Linked DNA regions of Mus musculus: regions 2, 3, 4, 5, 6 and 7 are each linked to region 1. Evidence: chromatin contacts called from public HiChIP or PLAC-seq, Micro-C and promoter capture Hi-C data. All regions are on one chromosome and are shown on one strand. The core of a region is the stretch at or near the end of the contact, and the rest is flanking DNA. Distances in the headings are between cores, read along the strand shown.

What was found. Promoter capture Hi-C pulls out the DNA fragments that hold promoters and counts their contacts. Hi-C and Micro-C count contacts between places; a contact is called where the count stands out from the background. HiChIP or PLAC-seq counts read pairs in DNA pulled down with a chosen protein or histone mark.
Region 2: a contact with region 1 is called in an H3K4me3 HiChIP or PLAC-seq map of embryonic limb bud, with 6 times the contacts expected there. The contact joins the promoter of Hook2 here to the promoter of Palm3 in region 1. A contact is called at or near these places in 1 of 39 promoter capture datasets (the 3T3-L1 cell line) and 2 of 115 datasets of contacts at active chromatin or transcription factors (embryonic limb bud and extraembryonic endoderm stem cells).
Region 3: a Micro-C map of embryonic stem cells shows a contact between it and region 1, with 4 times the contacts expected there. The contact joins the promoter of Dnase2a here to the promoter of Palm3 in region 1. A contact is called at or near these places in 2 of 39 promoter capture datasets (cranial neural crest and second pharyngeal arch cranial neural crest) and 1 of 484 Hi-C or Micro-C datasets (embryonic stem cells).
Region 4: a contact with region 1 is called in an H3K4me3 HiChIP or PLAC-seq map of pro-B cells, with 5 times the contacts expected there. The contact joins the promoter of Gadd45gip1 here to the promoter of Palm3 in region 1. A contact is called at or near these places in 2 of 39 promoter capture datasets (cranial neural crest and embryonic stem cells), 1 of 484 Hi-C or Micro-C datasets (embryonic stem cells), 6 of 115 datasets of contacts at active chromatin or transcription factors (T-cell acute lymphoblastic leukemia, bone marrow-derived macrophages, embryonic stem cells and 3 more) and 3 of 9 other capture datasets (adipose tissue, embryonic stem cells and liver).
Region 5: an H3K27ac HiChIP or PLAC-seq map of embryonic stem cells shows a contact between it and region 1, with 3 times the contacts expected there. The contact joins the enhancer-like site here to the promoter of Palm3 in region 1. A contact is called at or near these places in 3 of 39 promoter capture datasets (embryonic stem cells, hippocampal neurons and liver), 2 of 484 Hi-C or Micro-C datasets (bone marrow-derived macrophages and embryonic stem cells), 7 of 115 datasets of contacts at active chromatin or transcription factors (embryonic midbrain, embryonic stem cells, extraembryonic endoderm stem cells and 2 more) and 2 of 9 other capture datasets (embryonic stem cells and macrophages).
Region 6: a contact with region 1 is called in a promoter capture Hi-C map of embryonic stem cells, with 2.1 times the contacts expected there. The contact joins the enhancer-like site here to the promoter of Palm3 in region 1. A contact is called at or near these places in 4 of 39 promoter capture datasets (the 3T3-L1 cell line, embryonic stem cells, hippocampal neurons and 1 more), 1 of 15 datasets of contacts at CTCF or cohesin (embryonic stem cells), 2 of 484 Hi-C or Micro-C datasets (the G1E-ER4 cell line and the N1E-115 cell line), 5 of 115 datasets of contacts at active chromatin or transcription factors (embryonic stem cells, pancreatic cancer cells and stem cell-derived neural progenitor cells) and 2 of 9 other capture datasets (embryonic stem cells and macrophages).
Region 7: a contact with region 1 is called in a promoter capture Hi-C map of hippocampal neurons, with 6 times the contacts expected there. The contact joins the enhancer-like site here to the promoter of Palm3 in region 1. A contact is called at or near these places in 14 of 39 promoter capture datasets (the 3T3-L1 cell line, the C10 cell line, the HPC-7 cell line and 8 more), 1 of 484 Hi-C or Micro-C datasets (cortical neurons), 3 of 115 datasets of contacts at active chromatin or transcription factors (embryonic basal ganglia and embryonic stem cells) and 1 of 9 other capture datasets (embryonic stem cells).

The regions. Positions count from the first base shown.
Region 1 is chr8:84,020,016-84,022,935 of GRCm38.p6, reverse strand. Palm3 (paralemmin 3) reads right to left here and starts at 1,462. Exons shown (of 7, transcript NM_028877.1): 1 at 1,408-1,462. The coding sequence starts at 1,448.
Region 2 is chr8:84,989,082-84,992,001 of GRCm38.p6, reverse strand. It overlaps Hook2 (hook microtubule tethering protein 2), which reads right to left and starts at 1,379. Exons shown (of 21, transcript NM_001372357.1): 1 at 1,250-1,379; 2 at 698-783; 3 at 553-625. The coding sequence starts at 1,294.
Region 3 is chr8:84,907,262-84,910,181 of GRCm38.p6, reverse strand. Dnase2a (deoxyribonuclease II alpha) reads right to left here and starts at 1,427. Exons shown (of 6, transcript NM_010062.4): 1 at 1,312-1,427; 2 at 1,020-1,197; 3 at 847-925; 4 at 492-656; 5 at 213-410. The coding sequence starts at 1,406.
Region 4 is chr8:84,830,786-84,833,705 of GRCm38.p6, reverse strand. Gadd45gip1 (growth arrest and DNA-damage-inducible, gamma interacting protein 1) reads right to left here and starts at 1,424. Exons shown (of 2, transcript NM_183358.4): 1 at 1,066-1,424. The coding sequence starts at 1,415. It also overlaps a transcript of Dand5 not described here.
Region 5 is chr8:84,633,498-84,636,417 of GRCm38.p6, reverse strand. It overlaps Cacna1a (calcium channel, voltage-dependent, P/Q type, alpha 1A subunit), which reads right to left. Exons shown (of 47, transcript NM_007578.3): 42 at 2,867-2,920; 43 at 2,655-2,768; 44 at 834-869. It overlaps Gm39212 (a long non-coding RNA gene), which reads left to right. Exons shown (of 3, transcript XR_003947427.1): 2 at 1-2,920. Among named protein-coding and RNA genes, the nearest start is that of Gm39212, 3.7 kb to the left of the region's middle. Within about 2 kb of position 1,522, at least 62 of the 459 cell types and tissues checked have an H3K27ac peak or open chromatin away from gene starts, as enhancers often do. A contact at or near this core is called in embryonic stem cells, where this site is marked.
Region 6 is chr8:84,600,052-84,602,971 of GRCm38.p6, reverse strand. Cacna1a (calcium channel, voltage-dependent, P/Q type, alpha 1A subunit) reads right to left here. Exons shown (of 47, transcript NM_007578.3): 32 at 1,467-1,583; 33 at 1,151-1,216; 34 at 933-1,048. Among named protein-coding and RNA genes, the nearest start is that of Gm32854, 13 kb to the right of the region's middle. Within about 2 kb of position 1,356, at least 72 of the 459 cell types and tissues checked have an H3K27ac peak or open chromatin away from gene starts, as enhancers often do. A contact at or near this core is called in the N1E-115 cell line and embryonic stem cells, where this site is marked.
Region 7 is chr8:84,564,242-84,567,161 of GRCm38.p6, reverse strand. Cacna1a (calcium channel, voltage-dependent, P/Q type, alpha 1A subunit) reads right to left here. Exons shown (of 47, transcript NM_007578.3): 20 at 769-1,214. Among named protein-coding and RNA genes, the nearest start is that of Gm32854, 23 kb to the left of the region's middle. Within about 2 kb of position 1,456, at least 9 of the 459 cell types and tissues checked have an H3K27ac peak or open chromatin away from gene starts, as enhancers often do.

The DNA.
Region 1 (2,920 bases), core at 213-2,712:
AACACATACACACACACTTGTACTCTCACACCCTTGCACACACTCTAGCATGCACATACACTCTTAACACTCATACATCCACACACACACAAACATGTGCACACATACTTATACCTTCACACCTTTGCAAACACTCTCAGATGACACACACACTCACAGAGGACACACACAACACATGTACTCACACACTTTCATACACACACACATACACTCATACACATACACATGCATGCACCCACACCTCTCATATGTACACACACACATTCACAGAAGACATACAAACATGCAACCACACACTCTTATATACACACAGTTACATCCACAGAACACACACATCTACCCACACACATTCACACTCACAGTTATCACTCTTCTACACATTCACTCACACACACACAAATGCATTCACACACACACACACACACACACACACACACAGCATGAGATTGTCTGAAGTCAGGAGGGTGAATGAGGACACGAAGGACTTCTCCCTCAGTGTTGGCAACACACAGTGCAGGGTTCAGGGGCTCTAAGGACCTTCATTTGGATACACATAGGAGGCCAGAGACCCTCCTAGAGGAGGGGATTTCGACTAGGGCAAGGGCTGAAGGTTGCCTGACAGATGTCCCTAGGGAAGTCTAGACTCCTGTTCATCACTCTGTCCTTGGGGGAGGGCTGAAGTCCCCCTCAGCTGTCCCACTCCTAAGATGCTATCTCCCTAACTCTTCCTTGGGGGGGGGGAGGATCGGGTTCCCATTGCTAAGCAACCAGGTTTGTACTTGGTGAATAATGCAATGGAGGGCACAGAGAGTAAAGGACAGAATTGGGGTCCATACTGGAGGGAAGCCCTCTTTCTAGAAGTTTCTATAATCTCTTGGAACCCCTCTACCCATCATTCCCTAACTAAGGGTGGATAATCCCATACTAGGCAAAAGCTGGCGACTGAACCAAACCTCTCTCACTTTGAAAGAGCCTCAGCTAAGGTGAACTCCCCACACGTCGCTCATCTCTTAACTCCAAGGTCGTGCCTCAGCCATAATCGAGTTGCTGCTGACAAGGAGCGGAGGGGTGGCCATTGTTGCCTAAGACTTTGCCAATCTTTGGAGGTTGGGGCGCGCCTTTCTCCCTGGAATCTCTAGCATTTCCTCGCTGCATTCTTGAGAGGGTTGGTGACCAGGATTACACTTGGATGCACATTCTTGGATCCTGACACCCTTTGTCCCCTAACTCTGCAGTAGGCCTAGCTCTCTAGAGGCTTGGCTCTGAATGGGTCCCAGGTTTGGCCACCACGTCCCCTCGTGCTCCCCTCGGCTCCTTAGAAAGGCCAACTGGGGCTCTTAGGCCAGGCCGGTGCCCCCTACCCCAGCCTTTCCACCCCGCCCTCCCGCCCCCACCCCAGACACTTACGTGGGTGTGGCCGGAGACAACACCGGGGTCTGCAGAGCCATCACTGCCCAGCAGAGGTGTGAGCCAAAGGCCCCAGACTGGGCCTTGGTTGATGGGAGGGGGCTGTGGGGCGGAGCAGGAGAGCAGGTCCAGCTGGTTTGGGCGGGAGGCGCGGCCCGGTTGGGGCTGGGGCAGTGCTGGGGAGCGCTATCAACTTCTCAGGATGAATTATTTACCAGCCTCCGGCCTCCACGCTGCGCTAGGCTGCCTCCCAGTTCATATACACGCAGCCACGCCGGTGCTCCAGCAGGTGGGGGACAGCAGCCAAGCACTGACCCGCGGCCGCTGGGGAACACGCGCCTGCGTTGGGCACTCACACAGGAAAGTTTTACTAAAAGCCCAGAGTCATTGGCTCTCCCTTCTAGGACCTTGGAGCATGCTGTAGGGAGAGCTCTCTGACCCGGCTTTCGGAGACCATGGCAACCAAGAAGCCCAGGATGTGGGTCACTGTGGACAATTTGCCTCAGGTTTCAAGGCTTCAGTTTGCCCCGCTGGGAAATGGGAGAATAACTTCAATTGGCCTGCAGGTCAGAAGACCCTGTTGTGCTATTTAATGTTTAAGGGTGGGGGTAGAAATAAACGATAGGGAAATGGCCTCCAATTCACTACCGAGGATGTCTTTCCTTTGAACTCTGTCATTACAGACCTCCACAACCAGACCAGGTTTGATCTTTGTCTTGAAAGAGATCAGCCCTTGTCTGTCTCAGCTAGGTGCTTCAGAGGACCTTGCTCTGAGCAAGGACCCCTTCCCCCACCACACCGAGTGGTAAACTTACCCACATCTAGGCCTCTCCTCTCCTGACCGCTTCAGGGCTCCATGGGCCACTTTTGGCACGTAAAGTTGAGTGTCTCTCCTGGAAGCACAGGCTCCACCATACTGGATTGGGGCTGTCCTCAAGGGCTGGAATGGCCTATGTTCCACAGTCTAGTACAGACTCTTAAGAATCTAAAGATTTGCCTGGCGGTGGTGGCGCATGCCTTTGATCCCAGCACTTAGGAGGCAGAGGTAGGTGGATTTCTGAGTTCCAGGCCAGCCTGGAATACAGAGTGAGTTCCAGGACAGTTAAGGCTATACAGAAAAACCCTGTCTCAACAAAAACAGAGCCAAATATATATACATATATATATGAAGGTTTGATTGAACCTGAATCAAGTAGGTCACCTGACTTGGAATCCCACTTCCAGGAAGGTTCAGGTAGGAGAATGGCAAGGTTAAGCCTCCCTTGGGTTACAAAGTGAGTTAAAAACCAGTCTAGGAAACTTAGTAATAAATTGTCTAGAACTAAGTGGGTGGGGAATGGGGTGTTGGACATGTGGTTTTGTGGTAGAGAGCTTGCTTGGCATACATAAGGCCCTAGATTCAATCCCTAGAACGGGGGCGGGGGAAGTTGAATTTAAGCTTCTAGATTATTCTGAAAACATATTTCTACGACAAGAGGACATATATGTGTGCATATATGAATACATATTTGTA
Region 2 (2,920 bases), core at 130-2,629, 970 kb before region 1:
GAATGAGTTCTAACTTACTGTGTAGCCACCCAAGATAACCTTGATGTCCTGATCCTCTGGCTTGCTAAGTACTGGGACTCCATGTGTGCCACATGGTCTGGCTACCCCTGCCCATCCCCCCTCCCACCCCCCACCCAGCATACCCTGCTACTTGGGATTGAACTCAGGACCTTGTGTAGGGTGAGCAAATTCTCTTTTGCCAACTATATCCCTGGCCTTTTAAAGGTTTTGAGACGGGATGATGGATGGTTTACCACCCTCCTGTATTAACACACCACCATAGCTGGGATTACAAGCATTTGCCAGCACACCTCTTGGAAGTTAACATGTGTTGTGTGTGTGCTTTTGCCCACATCATAAGAATGGTGGCAAGTTTTTTTGTCCTATTGTGGGTGCTCAATATAAACAAAAATAGCTTGCTGATCACCAGACATCTGGCTCTCTTCCTGACAAGACTGCCTGTCCATCGCACAGGACATGTATCTAGCTTTCCCTTTGCCTTCACCTCCTTAAGTCCTCTAGTTATTCCCTAGTCATGAGTCCACCTGTCACCTTCAACCTCCAGCTGGGGCTTGAGTCCTCTGAGATGCCCTGGAGCCATTCGTTGTTGAACCAGGAAGGGTCTCTAGGGGCAGAAAGATGGGATGAGCAGGCTGGGGAGCCCTTCAGGATCCTCCCACTCAGCCGCCACACTCACATCTGATTCAGCACATGGGCTATGGCGAGTCCGCTGCTCAGGTCCTGGGGACTGGCACAGGGGGGTGAAACTTGGAACGTCTGCAACTAAAGGGGGAAGACGGAAGGGCAACAGGAAAATTGAGGACCTGGAATTGCAGACTTTTTCCCCAGCCATCAGACATTTCACGGGGTTAGAAAGGCATTAGCCTGTAGCACCAACATATCACATCTTCGGGGGCGTGACTTCTACACGCCTAGGCAAGGACGGGGCGTGGCTTCATTTTACCTATCCTGGCAAACCCTGCAAACCTAGGTCAGGGCGTTACCACCAGTCACCTGGTCCCCACTGCTAACATGTGACCAGGCCTGTGCCCTCCAGAGGGGCGTGGCCTCACCTGGTCTTTTCGCTCAGGCCTGCCCACGTGACAGACGCAGGTGGTCAGGTCAGAGTCCAACGGCCCAGCAAGCCTACGATCTATTCCTCCTTCCAGGTCCAAAACCGAGGAAAGAAGACCAAGACAGGACGAGAGGAGAGGGCGCACACCTGACCCAGCCCCGCCCCCCGACCTACCCAGGTGAGCAGAGACCCGCATAGCTCGGCCTTGTCCACACTCATGGCTCCGGATCGAATTCGATCCGGGCCAAGGAGCCCCGGCACGCAGCAGCAGCCTCCGGGTCCGCCACCAGCGAGCGCCCGAAGCCCAGACCTCCCGCTCGGCCTAGAGCGCCGCCCCGCTCCACCCCGCCCCCTAGCCATAGGCTCCGCCCCAGACACGTGATCTCCCATTGCAAACACTTGCCTCGCCATCTTAGATGCGGGACATAGGCAAGTGCACATTCTGCCGCTAGGTGTCAGTCTGGCTCAGTCCTGCTGCTGGTGACCTCCACTCCTCGCGGCTTCTCTTTATGTAGTGGAGTGGTCCTCAAGATCCTTTTAAGGCGGATCTACCGCACCCAGTTTCACAGGCACTTTAATGGTTCCCCCCCAAAGCTGAAAGAAATCCTCCGGTTTAGCCGCGTTATGATCTGAGCCTTTCTTAATGTGGGCGCAGAGAATAATTATAAATCCTGTAGTCGTGGAGTGAGAGGATCTTAAAAGCGTCTTCCCCAGAGAAGTGATTCTGGCTGGAGTCCTTCTGAAAACTCGGGTATGGTTGGGAGCAGGAAGGGTCAAGTATGTCCTGAGTAAAGGACATAGCACTTGCCCAGCCCGGGGTCTCTTTCCTGCGAGCTACTCTGCTCCTTCCCGGCCCCGGGTGCTTTGAGCACCTTCCTGCCCTAAAAAACACTCGACCTGGCCAAAGCTGCGGGTGATCTGAAGCCCACCAGGGGGCGCGCAGAACGTAGGAACGCATCCTTCTGGGAAAAGGGTGCGTCCACCGGTTGAGCCGGTTTAGGGGAGCGCAGAGAGCTTAGAATTTTTTGACAATAAAGTCTCAAGACATCATTTGTGGAGTGCTTACTGTTTTCAGACTTTACAATAAGCTATATATCTACAGACAATTGAATGTTTTCCACGACCCTAGGAGACAAGGGCTACTTTAATTCCCAGGTTTTGTTTCTTAATTTTAGAAACTGTATTATTTAATTTTTTTATTTAATTTTTTTTTAATCCGCCGCTTTGCAAATGAGTAAACAGCGGCTACAAAGTACACGGGCTTTGACGCCAGGGGTAAAGCCCAGACCACGCCCTTTGACCCCTGGGTCCACTAGTAGCCCCTCCCCTCTCTGGCGGGTGGGGTAATGTGCTGTAATTAGAGGCTATTAAATGTGCCCAGAGGGAGGAGTGGAGCCGGCTCTGCTTTGGGGCGGGTTCAGTTCGGAGGGGGATAATGTTCTGCTTCCATCCAGGCAATGAGCCGGGATCCAGTCCAGCGACCCTGTCCTGGTTGGGTGAGCCCAGCGACATCAGCCACCCGCCCTCTATCTTACTAGAGTTGTTAATCTACTACAGACACTCGGTTGCAACCCACTCAAACTCTCAGCTGCACACACCAGAGAGCCTTGGAGGCTGATTCACACTTCCACAGACCCTCACGCCTTGTTTTCCTGATTCCAGTCCCTGAGACCCTGTGGAAAGGTATAGAAGGGAGTGTGCTTCCAGACTGGACTGGGCATGGGGCCTGCCAACTGGCTCCCCCATCCCACATCCACCAGAGTTGATGCCCCACAGTGGAAACAAAGCTGTGCTGTCCTACACACAAACACACTGTTACCAGGAACCATGATTGTTAAAAGAATG
Region 3 (2,920 bases), core at 178-2,677, 890 kb before region 1:
AGCTTCCATCTCCGCCCCCACAGTGCTGAGGTCACAGATATGTATCACCCGCCCAACCCGTCTGCTGGCTGTTTACTGCTCATAGTTATTATTGTAATATGACTCCCAAAGACATCTGGGCTCTAAATGTGTTGCCCGCAGGCCTAGGGATACTAGGGACCCCCTTCTACAACGAAAGTGCCCTCCCCCCACCCCTCAACATCAAGGCTTACCATCTCCAAATTTTCCAAATTTGGCAAAGCTCTGGAAGGTGGCCCCAGCTTGGGAAGTGAGTATTACACTGCTATTCCAGGGCTCATGGAGGACATGTTGGTTCTTGATCACCGTCTCTAGGTCAGGTAATTTCTGAGCGAAGAAGCCTTCCAGCTTGTGGTCATAGACAAGGGGATAGGTGTAGGTTAGCTGCTTGCCTAGAAGACAAGGCGAGGGAGCCGTGTGAGACTGGTTCCTCAGAGGAGTTTGAGGCTTGGCTTCTCAGTGATTCAACTCACCAATCCTTGCAAACTGAGTGAACGGGAGGGACACACAGAGTAGGGTCTGGCCGAAGGTTTGAGCATTAGGAGGCCAGGTGTATGCACCAGAGGACGCAGGGGGTGGGAAGCGAGGCACACTGTGGACCAGCCAGAAGCCCCCTTCTTGGTCCAGGAGCAGGACACCTGAACCAGAAGGAAGAGGTCAAGCTAGCTCACCTGCAAGCAGGTACGGGGCCTCAGATGGCTGGGGTCTTAGAGCGGGAAACGGAGGCCAGTGACAGGGCAAATCCCCACCCTTCATCAGGCCAAAGGTTAGTAAGGGTAAAATTTACAATTCAGGGAGGCTCCACGACCACCAGTCCAAGCCTCTCACCCTTCGTATGCCCATGGCCGGTAGAGTCCCGAGCTGAGCTGGATTTAGGAGGTTGGTCGTTGTAGAGTAGAAAGGCCAGCTAGGAGAATGCACAGAGGCTATGTAACTACCCTCCCTTCCCCGCGAGACCCACCACAGTGTCCCGGCCCGGGTTCCGACGGCACTCAAGTCACCTGGCTGGAGTTCTTTCGGTACAATGGCTGCAAGCTGCGGCCCACGGCTCCCTCCGAGCTGTTGATGTACCCTACACCGTCTTGCCAACCGTCGGAGTTCTGGTCCATGTATTTATACGTCAGTCCCTTTGGAGTATCCCTAGACCCGCTGTGAGCCGGCAGCTTGTATACCACGAACCTGGAGGTCCGTGAAGACATGAGGTTGGGGGAGAGAAGGAATCTGAGGTTTTTTGGATTCCCGCGCCGGTCCCCAGGCAGTGTGCGGGGGACAGTCCCGCGACTACTTACTCACCAATCCACAGGCTGCCCGGAGTCCCCATAGCAGCTCAGGGCTTCGGCAGGGACCCACAGCAGCGCAGCCAGCAGCAGCGATCTCAGTGTTGCCATGAGGCGACAGCAATGGACTCTAAAAGACCCGGGGACAGCCGGGTCACGAGATTCAGATGAACTTCCCCTAAAAACCGAAGAGATCTGTGTCCCGGCTTCGCGAGGGTGGAGACGAAGCCCGCCAGGCCCAATACGGAGGCGGGGCTTCCTATGAAGTTGTCCCACAAGCGGACCCCGCCTCCTCCAATGTCCTCCCCGCCCCGTCCTCCCGCTTCTGGCCGACTCAGCTCCGGATAGGCTTCATCCGTGGACACGCCTCTCCCTTGGGCATTGGCTGTCACGTGACTTCTAAGGCGCTCCAAGTTCTGGGGCTTTTTTGTTTTGTTTTTTATTCAGGTTCTGAATTAGGAACAAATCTGTCTTTCTATTTCTTTTCCATTACTGCTCTACAACTCTTTTAACTTTTTGGATGGTCTTGCCTACATGTATGTTTGTGCATCACTTGTGTGCCTGGACCGGTCCAATTCTTTCCTTTCCCCCGTTCTGTTTTTTTAGACAGGATCTCATTATGTGCCCCTGGCTGGCCTGGAACTCCCTGATATCTGCCTGCCCCGGCCTCTGCTTCTGGAAGGCTTTTTAAAAGCATGCAGCAATTTGTTTTTAAAGATTTATTTATTTATTATATGTAAGTACACTGTAGTTGTCTTCAGATACACCAGAAGAGGGCATCAGATCTCATTACGGGTGGTTGTGAGCCACCATGTGGTTGCTGGGATTTGAACTTCAGACCTTCGGAAGAGCAGTCGGGTGCTCTTACCCACTGAGCCATCTCACCAGCCCGCATGCAGCAATTTTAAAGAATGCAGCAATTTTAAAGCTTGCAACAATGCAACAATTTTTCCTGGTCCCCTCCCCCCCCTTCTCTGACCTCTTAACACTGTGGCTTACCCTTGAACTCCTGATCTTCCTGTCTTTACCGTCCAAGTGTTCAAATCACAGGGGTGCTCATGCACGTCGTACGTACGTGTAAATGCACGAGCACATGGCACAGCATGCAAGTGGAGGACAGGACAGTGTGTGGGAGCTTCTCCTTTCACCAGATGGGATTTGGAGGTCAAACTCAGGGCAGCGAGCTTGAGAGCAAGCACCCTTAAAGGCTGAGTCATCTTATCGGCCCTTCTCTTTTTTTTAAGACAGGATCTCATTGTAGCTCAGGTTAGCCTGGAACTCTCAACTTTTGCTCAGCTTCCTGAAGGATGCTGGGATTATAAATATGAGCCAGTCTCCAGCTTTTACCTTTTTTTAAATGTGTATCTGTGTGTGTGTGCCTATGCCAGTTTGCATGTATCAGATGTAGGCTGTGCAGACACCCATAAGTGTTAGATCCCAGGAGTTGGAGTTACAGGTGCTGGGACCTGAATGCCATGTGCTCGTGCATTTACACGTACGTACGACGTGCATGAGCACCCCTGTGATTTGAACACTTGGACGGTAAAGACAGGAAGATCAGGAGTTCAAGGGTAAGCCACAGTGTTAATAGGTAAGCACTATGCGGGTGCTGGGACCTGAAGTCA
Region 4 (2,920 bases), core at 175-2,674, 810 kb before region 1:
TGCACCAGAAGGGGCGATCCAAATGTCTGGTTTGCCTCCATTTTCTCCTCAAATCTGATCACATGTGCCTTCTTTTCTGACTTCTACCCCAGACTTCAGAGTCCATCACTGCTCTCAGGTCCCACTACCTAGCTACGGTGGCCACACAAGACAGGGTCTCACTACATAGACTAGGCTGGCTGGCCTCAAAACTCGGTGATCTAACCTGCCTGTCTCCAGAAGGCTGGGATTAAAGGTGTGCTCCACCAAGACCAGATTATTTGTGATAAAAGGTTTCACCTGGGCTGTTCTCTAATTGAGAATCATCATTCCCACTTCTCAACCTCAGGGCCTTTGCAACAGTTGCTCCCTCTACTGGGAACTCATGCCTTGAGATTTTTCCAGTAACAGTATCTGGTTATATGGGGATTTGCTTAAACATCACAAGAGCTAGCATGCACTTTTAACTGTGTTTGTCTTCCTTGGGGGGGGGGGGTTCCTCAGTCATCATCCGAATCCTCTGTCTGCTTTGTTCCCTGGTGTGTGGGTCCTTATATCCTTGCAGAGTAACTAGGGAAGTATATAGAGTTGAGGCTGGGACTGGTACAGGCCTGTAATAGCAGATATTCAGAAGGTAAAGACAGATGGATCCTAGATTCGAGGCCAGCCTGGGCAATAAAATGAGTTCTGGTTAATTGAGTCCTTGCTATTTAGAATAAAAGGGCAGGCTACTGATAAAGGAAGAGGACAAGTAAAAACAAACATTAAAACTGCAGTTGAGGCCGGGGGTGGTGGTGCACGCCTTTAATCCCAGCACTTGGGAGGCAGAGGCAGGCGGATTTCTGAGTTCGAGACCAGAGTGAGTTCCAGGATAGCCAGGGCTACACAGAAGAACCCTGTCTCGAAAAACCAAAAGAAAAAAAAAAAAACAAAAAACCAAAAACTGCAGTTGAATGACTACAAGGATGTCTGCTTTGCAGCAAAGTTAACATGTAATGTTTAAGCCCACGCCACAAGGGATCCGCGTGCCTACTACGGATGATTCCTGGTTTCGGGGCCCTGGGGTACGTGCCCCATCACACCCACCTGGCTTGGCGCCTTGCCTCCAAGGCCTGCTGCTGCAAGCGCAGCGACTCTTGCATGGTCGCTAAGCTCGGGTACCATTCTTGCTCCTCGGCCTCCAACTCGCGCAGCTGCTCTGGGGTGGGCCACAGGGAGGCCGGGGGCACCCCGGAGATGGCGCCATGTCGTCCGAACTGCTTGGCCACATAGCGGGGCGTTAGCTGCCATCGCGGGGTCAGCAGGTTCTCCGGGTCTGGCGAGTGGGGCCCGGGACGGCGGCGCGGGGGCGGGGGCGCACGGTAGCTGCGGGACCTGGGACCCAGAGCCACAGAGAGCCGCAGGAGATAGCCACTCCGCATTGCGAGCGCCGCCATCTTGGCTGTGGGTCCTCGCGGCAGCGGGGCTGGCTACGGCGCTGCCTGCGCGGCGGAAACACCGGGGGCCTCCGGCCGGGGAGCGGAGGAGCGCCGCGCTGCTTTAGTCCGTACGGCGCAGGTGAACGTTTAATGCGGGTGGGGCGGGGGGAGCAATTGTTTGTTAAGAGAATATTGTATGGCTGGTGGCTTACCTCTTTAATTCCAGCAATCAGGAGGCAGAGGCAGGAGGATCTCTATGAGTTCCAGGGCTGCCAAGACTACGTGTATCAAAAAAGAAAAAAAGAAAGGATTTCTGCAGTTTATTTATTGGGGGACGAAAGTGTTGAAGTGTTGGTGATTAAGTGGAGGTCAGAGGACAGCTTGGGGAAGTCGGTTTTCTCCTTCCACCAAGCAAGAGTTGTGGGAATAGAACTAAAATCATCTTGCCTGGTGGCAAATGCCTTTACCCTCCGAGCCTTCTTCCCGGCCATCATTTGGGATTTTGAAATAGGATATCATCCTGTAGCCAGGTCATCTTGGAACTTCTTGGCATAATTCAGGATGGCATCGATTTCTAAATCAGTCTCGCCTGTGCTAGGATGACCGGTAATGAGCCTGTTTAAAATAAGACTTAAAAGTGGCGTGCGTTGGCCGGGCGGTAGGGGCGCATGCCTTTAATTTCATAACTTGGAGGTAGAGACAGGCGGATCTTTGTGAGTTCAAGGTCAGCCTGGTGTACAGAGTGACTTCCAGAACAGCCAGGGCTGTTAAACAGAGAAACAACAACAACAAAAAGAAGAAAAGAAAAAAACTGGTGTGCCAGTATTATTTAAATTACTGTATTTGACATTTTGATTTTTAATTTTGAAATATTAATGCTTTAAATATGTCTGCTTTATTGTATATTTTATTTCCCTTCACATCTGTGCTTTTAAATTTCTCTAATATATTAAATATTTCTACTTTAATATTTAGGCTTATGTTACCTTTTAAATCTTTAAAAAGATTTAGTGTGTGTGTGTGTGCGCCTCATGTGTGGGTGCCAGTGGAAGCCAATGGAACCCTCTCAGACTGGCCTTACAAGCAATTGTCAAGGGACTTGAATACAAGAAACCAAATTCTTCAAGTCTTCTGGAAGACAGGAAATATTTTAAACTTTTCAGCCATTTCTCCAGCTCCATGGATTCTAACTTGTTTGGTCGTGTGTGTTTGTGTGTGTGTGTTGGTGTTGTTTGGTTTTTTTGAGTCTTGTTATGTAGTGCCAGCTGGCTGGCCTGGAATTCACTGTGGAACTTACAGGGTTCTGCCTCTGCCTTCCCAGTGCTGAAATTAAAGATCTGAGACCATCATGTGCAGTTTACCTTTTTTTTTTTTTTTTTTTTTTTTTTTTTTTTTGGTTTTTCGAGACAGTGTTTTTCTGTGTAGCCCTGGCTGTCTTGGAACTCACTTTGTAGACCAGGCTGGCCTCGAACTCAGAAATCTGTCTGCCTCTGCCTCCCAAGTGCTGGGATTAAAGGCGTGCG
Region 5 (2,920 bases), core at 273-2,772, 610 kb before region 1:
AGAATCAGAGTGTGTGAGCATCCAGGGATTATGTCCAGAGGTGCAGTGGTGGGTTTGAGTGTCTGGCTTGCTGGCTGCAGGGGTGGAGCCCTACGGATACTTGAGTCCAGTGACAGGAATGTTGTGGCTTCTTAGGGTATGTGCTGGACTTTGGCCAGAAGGCCCTGGCTAACCCCTCGCCCTGCTCTCCAGGAGGCCCTGGTGTTCAGGCTGGCTGACTGACAAGAAGCATACTCAGTTTGCAGAGTGCAGACCTGGGAGCCCTGCTTCTCCTTGGCCCAACTCTCTTGCCCCTCACGCCCATCCCCACCTCTGGTCCCTATCCCTCAGGCCCAGCTTGGCCTGCCCTAGCAGTGGAGGTGCTGGAGACCATTCTGAGTCTGCATTTACTGTCCCAGAATCCTTGCTCTTGCTCTGCCATGGACAGTCTTCAGGTCTCTCTGTAGCAGGCAGAAGAAGGAAGACAGGGCCAACTGGACCAGGCCTGCTCCAACTCTGATGTGCAGGACCCAGCCCAAGGCAGGAGCTAAGGGACCTGAGGCAGTAGGCCAGTGGTCACTGGTTGAACTGGAGGAACAGACCCGCAAGAAATGGGCAGGGTGGGCAGGTCGGCCTCTTGGAGGCTCTGAAGACGATGTGGGGTGCCGTGTGGCCCCTTGCACACACAGGACACAACACACAAGGAAGGGGCTCCTCCAACACACAAGGTGGGGCTAGGGTGGGATCTGGAACGAAAGGGTAGGGTGGAGGGTAGTGGGAGATGGTGGGAGCTGTCACAGACAGGGCAGGGAGGGAGAGGGGCTGGAGCCGAGCTGGCCGGGCGCGGTACATACACTGAGGTCATTTCCACGTGGCCGGCCCCTTCTCCTCTGTCCCAGCCCCACAGGATGGCGCACACAGAAAAAACAGAAAGAAGGAAATAAATATAAAAGGCAGAAAGGATGGTGAGTGGGTGGTCCATGCAGGAGGTGGAGGGTAGAGAGGTTAAAACTCGGTGTCAGTGGTGTCGGATGAGGGGGTGCTCCAGGACCCCGCTGGCTGTCCCCCACAACAGGCACAGAAGAGACAGGAGACAGACAGATGGCAGAGACACGAGACTGACAGATGGGACAGCAAGGCCACAGGCTCCTGGCCCATTTCATGCGATGCACTGCGGCCCAGCACCCCTCCCCCGCCTCGCCCCAGCTTCAGCTCAAAGCTTCCAGGTGGCCTTCAGCCCAGCTTGGCTCATCTCTGTTTTGGGACCAGCAGGCCAGGCCTGACAGAAGGGATGGGGCAGCTACATGCACCCCAAGGTCACAACAGCCAGAGGCCAGGCCCTTGGGCCATGATGACCCAGCCAGACACAGCGAATCTGCTACATAATGCAGGGCAAGCTGCCCCAGCCAGACATGCCTGCCCCCTCCCGCTGCCCCCCTCCTCCTGCCCTTTCTTCTTGTCCTCAGTAGCAGCCTGGGCTTTATCCCCATTCCCGATTGCATTGCGATTGCGCAGTAGCCAGGCATGCTTGTTTCTCTGTCCCCATGGGGATCTTGCCTTCCCTATAAGGGGCTGGAGTAGCTAAGAGAAGCAGCCACACTGAGACACACATACCATGTACACACCCAACCCCCCAACCCTCCCAGACATGTGACAGCCATCCCAGGAACACCCAGACTCTGCTTTGTGATTCTTCAGACATGCTCTATTCCTGAAGGCAGCAGGCCATGTGCGTGCACACGGACATGCCTGTTAACACTGGGAACACACGGATGCATGTGCATGTATGTATGTATTGCATGTAAGTGGTATGTGTGTGAAGTGCACCAGGTCCGCCCATGCTAAGCAGGGGGATACCATGAGCTCCACTCTCCAGCTGTGGAGTTAGGATTCTAGTTTTCTTTTTTTTTTTTAATTAGTTTATTATTTGTGTACATGTGTGTGAGTTTGTGCACCTGTGTGTAGGTGCTTGAGAAGGCGAGGAGAGGGCACTGGGTCCCTGGAGCTCTGGTTACAGGAGGCTGTGAACCGGCATGTGCTGGAATTCAGTCAGGTCTTCTGCAAGAGCAGCGCATGCTCTTACCCAGTGAGCCACTTCTCTAGCTACTAGTCAGGATTCTTTAGTTTTGTTTTGAGTCAGGATCTCACACAGTGAGAGGCTGGCCTCGAACTAGCTATAGAGCAGTGTCTGACTGTGAACTCCCAATCTTCCTGTTTCCACTTTCCAAGTGGCAGGATTATAGATGTAAGTCGTGTTGCTTGTTTGAGAGGTGATCCAGGTCTATAGCCTAAGCTGCCCTGGAATTCCTCTTTCCTCAGCCTCCTGGGTGTGTGAGACGCCTCATGCTGCTGAAGCAGGCATTCCCAAAGGCATCTCTCACCAGAGCTGGACCCACCCCTTCCGAGCCCACTCCGCCCCTTTGTGCTCTCAAATAGGGCAGACAGAAGCCATTTGGCACTGACTACCATGTGCCTCAAGGTGCTCCATCTCTCTCTGGCTTTTGTCAGAGAGCGGTTAGGAGGACCAGGCTCTGAAGGAGTCAGGAAAGGGTGGTCTCCACCCTAACCCACCCACGAAGCTACAGATGGTCCCACCCAGGCTGGGGTCCCCAAGGGAGAGGTATAAGATCCTCAGTAACTTGTGTGGGGCAGCCCAGAATCCTGCAAGCTCTCACCTGGTTCTCTGCTGGGAGGCGGGGCATGGAGGCGGCCCTGGTCTGGCCTTCCATGGGGAGGTAGTGTTCGCTGTCTGAGTAGCCATCAGTACCCATTTCTCGCATCTCCACAGACTGTCAGGCAGAGGGTGGGGTAGGGTGAGTCTGGAGCCTCTGTATGGGAGAACCCTTTCTGCCTGAACCACCCAGCCTGCGGTAGGGGGAAGCAGCACCTGGGAGTTGGGCTGGCTGTTAGGCATGTCGATGGGTGGCCCTCGCTCTGGGCT
Region 6 (2,920 bases), core at 107-2,606, 580 kb before region 1:
TCTTCTTCTTCTTCTTCCTCTTCCTCCCCCCCCTCCTTTTGTTTTTTTGAGGCAGGGTTTCTCTGTGTAACCCTGGCTGACCTGGAACTCAGAAATCCTCCTGCCTCTGCCTCCCAAGTGCTGGGATTAAAGGCATGCACCACCACTGCCCGGCAACCTTCCTCTTTCTATCTAGGGTGAAAATCTCACATTGCACTTGGGCCAGGTCAATCAAATGGTTAAGGGACTTTCTCTAGAAAGGTGGGCTTACCTTGGACCATGCTTAATCCATAACTTATTATAACAATGGCTTACTGCTATTAGAAACTTCAAATGGTCAATTAATGCTGGCAAAGCTGGGGAGGGAGTATAACAGAGTGGGGATTATAAGACACACTTTCCCCCCTTCTATTAAAAGTAGTTAGCCCAGCAAGAGCTTATGTTTTCTGATTTTTCCTTGTCCCCTTGCACCAACTGGCTAATCACATCAGCTTTTGAAGTGGCTGCCACCAATGGTATGAAATACAGTCAATATCTATGTCAGGGATAAAAGAGAGAAGCTACCTTGGCTAAATCATTTGAGTCTTATTGCGTGCTTTTTATGAAAAGAACTGTCTTGTTTTGTTAGTGTGTCCTTTGCGGGTCAGGGATTATTCTTTGTTTCTAGCATATGTAAGATGGTCTCAGAAGGACTCCCATCTCAAAAGCTGATCAGGAGGATTCAACTAGGTAACACCAGTGACATTCCTTCTAAGCTTGTACTCTGTCCCAGATCCTTGTCCTAAAGAAAGCACTGCTGGGAAGAAGGGACGGAGATTTGGGCAGTACTTAACTTCACCCCAACTGGAGAGTCAGAGGGATCATATTCTCAGGCAGAAGAGTAATGAACACACAGAATGAAGACAGGTCTGAACCCAACCTAAACGGAAGGACAATTCCCCCACGCCCCTCACCGGAAGAGAAGCATGAGCGCTTGGAAGAAGGTCCGGAAGTTATTGTGCTCCGTGATTTGGAATTCATCCTCGTCGCTGTCCTCGTCTTCCCCGTCAATGCCGATGTTGCCAAACACCTGCGGAGTTGGAGGGTGACCATGAGGGCAGTCACAGCCACCCTGGCTCCCTTTGACGCAGGATCCCTCCCGCAGCCCTGGTACCCACGGGTGCGGGGTCACCTGCATCCCGATGATGGCGTAGATGAAGAAGAGCATGGCGATCAGCAGACAGACATAAGGTAGGGCCTGGAGGGAAGGAAGGCAGTGAGAAAGGGCGCCACGCGACTTGCCCAGAGCCTTCTGAACTGGGTCAGGTGATCACGTGCCCCAGGCTACAGGGCTTCGGGACAGGGCCTTCAGAGCTCTGTAGACGCTGGGTGTAGACATCAGACGATTACAGAAGCACTTTCAGTGTGGTTTCCCCATTTTACCCGGAGCTAGGAGGTCTGTTCTGGCCCGGGACGGGCCGGCAGCAGTAGCGGCGGCTGTGTCTCACCTTGAAGGACTGCACGAAAGTCCAGAGGAGAATGCGGATGGTGTAACCCTGGCGGAGGAGTTTGATGAGTCTGGCAGCACGGAAGAGGCGGAGAAAGCTCAGGTTGATGAAGTTATTCTGAGGAGATGAGGAAGAAAGGTGACCTTCCACCCACCCTGAGGAGCTTAGAGTATTCAACACTCACAGAGGCCCCTACATGAAGCCAACCAATAGGAAAAAAGCAAGCCACACCCCAAATGAGGAGGGAGAGGAGAGAAAGCACCGTTAATGCAATGGAGCAGAGGGGAACTCAAAAAATAAATAAATAAAAAAGGAGTGAGGGAGAGGAGGGGGTTAGGGGAGGGAAGAGATATCAACTCAAAAGCTTAAGCCCACCCAGCCAGGCCCACTCACAAGTGGGGAAAAGGTGTGGGAAGGGGGAGGAAAAGAAAGGAACAGGGTCCAGGAGGAAATAACAAAAGAGCACAGAAAAGAAAATACATCCGAATCATCCAATCAGGAAAAAAATCGAGATGGTTTTTATTTCTCCCAACAACCAAATGCACTGAGACGATAGGACACAAGCGGGTCAAGTTGCAGAACCCAGCACAAGAGTACAAAGCACAGACACGGGCGGGGTGGGGGAAGGGCACCAGCACACGCAGGCCTAGGGGGCAAGTGCGGTTCCGAGGGCATGTTACGCTCGGGGCCAGAAATGCATCTGTCCTGGGACTCACCGGGCACCCTGCCCTGCCCTGCCCTGCCGAGCTGCCCACCCGCTCCTGCCCGCCCTGACCTCACCCCACGGCCCAGAGGAGCAGCGGCTGGAGCCAATGGGGAGAAGCGGAAGGGCATCTTTTCTTACCCCCTTGGCGAGCGGGAATGGGGAGGACGGGAGGGAGCTGGGGCTGTTCGGCTGCAGGGTGAGTCCTCGCTGCCCGCTGAGTCGGAGAAGATGCATTAGGGGCCCTTTTCCCCCCTCTCAGGGATGGCTTCTCAGCTTCTGGGGCTGGGTGGTGTCTCGGGACCAGGCCTGCGGGAAGCAGGAAGGTCTCAGCTCCCAGGGCGAGTGAGCTCTGATCAGCCCAGGGCCTACCAAGGGGCCGCTGCTGCGGGTGGGGAGATGAGGCTATTCTTGGCCCCTGGACTTCCCTAGGTGGGCCCTGCCTGTCCTCCAAACCCAGGTCTAGTCACTGCCTCTGGCCTCCCTCCCAGGCTGTTAGTGAAGAGAGACAGTGGCTGGAAACTGTGGGCAAGGCCCAGGACTCTCCAGGGGGGCATCAGCGGAGGTTGGTGATGGGTGGCAAATGACCCAATATAGCCAATGAAAGTAATTTGTTGGGCCTAAGTGGTTTTGTTTTTAAATACAAAGTTGCTAATTTTAAATTTGGACGTTGCCCACCGATCTGGATTTTTGGCTCCCCCAGGCCTCTCGTAGCTGTCCCCTGGAGTCTGGCTATATGCTCTCCAGTTTC
Region 7 (2,920 bases), core at 207-2,706, 540 kb before region 1:
TGTCAAGACGCACCGATGTGAAGGCAGGTGCGACAGCACACTGCTGTATTCCTTGCTTTGGAGAAAAAGAGGCTGGAGGATCACTTCCCGTTTGAGGCTACACTGTGAGATGCTATCTCAAAACATAACAACCCACAGCCAAATTCTGACTGGCTCCCTACAGGAATCTGTGCCATCTTGTTTTGAGGGGCCAGAGCCCCAGGTGATAGATAAGCGAGGTGGATCCGAACGGGCCACACTGGTGTGTGAGACTTCTGACTGCCAAGATTGAAGAGGTGCATGCAAACCTTCTGAAGTGTGTGCTGCAGTGATAACACCAGAAAACACAAACCTTCGGGATGGACAGACATCAGCGTTGTGTTTAACAACAGAGATGGGGTCTAGGCTGGCCTTAAATTCAGCATTTAGTTAAGGGTGGCCTTAAACTCGTGAACTTTCTGCTTCCGCCCACCTTAACTGAAGGTTGTCTGTGGTGCTGGAGTGTGTGCTAGGCAAATACTCTACCAGTTGAGCCAGACCCCACCCCTCCCACTCTTATTGAGCCACTGGACCGTTTACAGAAGATTCTTCGAGCTGTGTGGCATGTCTTGGACAGCAATGGTGGACCTAACCCTTCAAGCTGTCCCCAGACCCCCAGTTCCCATTTGTGGATTCCTCTCTCCACTGTGGCAGTTGGGCTCTGTGGAGGGAAGGCAGGGTGCAGAGAGCAGCCAGTGAGCACACACTACGGAGGAAAAGGTCCAGGCACGCCCTGGCGGGGCTCCTCACCTTGGACCACGGTGTGGTTGAGGGGCGGGCAGGCTGGGGGGATCTCCACCGCCATGTGCTCGGGTTTCCTGGCAGTCTTCGCTGAGTTGGGCTGGGTGCTGCTGGGGTTGGTGACGATAAGGCTGTTCTCGGGAGTCTTGGGGGGGCCGGGGTTGGACGGGTTGCCCGGATTGTTGGGCGTCCTGCGGCTGGCAGCGTTCTGGGGATTGGTGGCCAAGGCGGGACCAGGGTTGGTGCTGTTCCCGATTTTGGCGGGGCTGGGGGGAAGGCCGCTGTGGCCCAGGCTGTCGTGGGGACTGGCAGGTTCCCCGGTGGCCAGCTTGTTATTCTTCATGTTGTCAAGATCCTCAGCCAGCGGCAGGTCCTGGCGGCCCAGGTCCTGCTGGATTGGCCTGGTGGTGGACAAGTTGGGACCAGACACGGGGACCCCAGAGCCCTGGTTCTCTCTAAAGAGGGTCAAAGTGGAAGAATGTTAGGATTAGCAGGGCGGCTGCGACCTACCCAGCGCCACAGCACAGTGCAGGAACGGTATGTGGCAATACCCAGTTCTATTACCCACAAGGCTCCAAGCTTTGCCCACCCTGAAAAGAAAGGAAAATAACTATTTCCTGATTGTACACTTCACAGAGAGCTGCTCTTCTCCAGGCTGCCCAAGCAGCTATGAGCTCTTGAGATGAAAGGGAACACACTCCATGAACTCTTTGTAGTGCTGGGGAGGACCCAGGGCTCACTTACTCTGTGGGAGAATTCTAACACTGAGTCACACCCACTCCCCGCACTAAGGATTCTAGCTCACACCCCTGGTACTACTGGTTTTTTGTTGTTGTTGGCCCAACGTGCAGAGCCAATCATAAATTTTCAGTTTATCTCTCTCTCTCTCTCTCTCTCTCTCTCTCTCTCTCTCTCTCTCTCTCTCTCTCTCTCTCTCTCTTCCTCTCTCTCCATCAGTCATCTATCTAAAAATTATCTATCAATTATCTATCCATCTACCTATCAACCATCTATCTACCCACCAATCATCTATCGATTATTTATCTATCTATCCATCAGTCATCTAAATATCAATCAATAAACCAATCACCAATCAATCTATCACCTATCCATCAATCATCTATCAATCATCTATCTATCTATCTATCTATCTATCTATCTATCTATCTATCTATCTATCCATCTATTCATCAATCACCTATCATCCATCTATCAATCTATCTATCTTCAATCATCTACCTATCTAATCTATCATCTATCTATCCATCAATCATCTATCTACCTGTCTGTCTTTCTGTATATCATCTATCTATTTAGTTTCTCTGTGTAGTCCTGACTATCCTGGAACTTGCTTTGTACACCAGGATAGCTTCTAACCCAGAGATCTGCCTGCCTTTGCCTCATAAAAGTTAGGACCAAAGTCCTGCACTGCCACCACCTGGCTTGGTTTTGTTTGTTTGTTTGCTTTTTTTTTTTTTGAGACAGAGTCTTACAATATAGCTCTGACTAGCTATAGAACTGTCCTAGAACTCATTATGTAGACCAGGCTAGCCTCAGACTCACAGAGCTCCAACTGCCTCTGCCTTCCAAGTGCTGGGATCAAAGGTGTGTGCCACCATACCCAGTTCAAGTTCCAGTTAACTTTAATCCTTAAGTGTCTTCAAGGAAGATTCAAAAGTTGGGCCCTGTCCCACCATGCCTAGGAGAGGCAGCTGGCTGTGGCCCCACTTTCAGCTTCCATGATTTCTCCCTTGGGGTATACTCTGCTGAGACCAGGAGACTATCCTAGACCATCTGGAGGCAATCATTAGAGTAGCCCCCTTCACTGAACACTTTCCGCACCCTGAAGACTTCCTGCATTAACACAGCACCAGATGGATAAAAGGATCAGCTCCATTCAACAGAGCAGGAAACTGAGGCAGAGAGGAGAGGACATTTGTCTTACATGAACCAGCTTGGATGGGACTGATCTGGAATCTGGTCCTATCTAGAAACCTTTAACTTCAGCATCACTCAGCAAAGGAAACAAGCAGTGAACAATTTGGGGTGCATGGAGTGGAGGTGTTGAGGACTGTGTGAGGGGCCACACAAGCAGAGCAAGGCAGGAAACTCAGAACTGCAGCAACCCTCTCCTTGTACTAGTGAGGAGTGGGTTGCCATG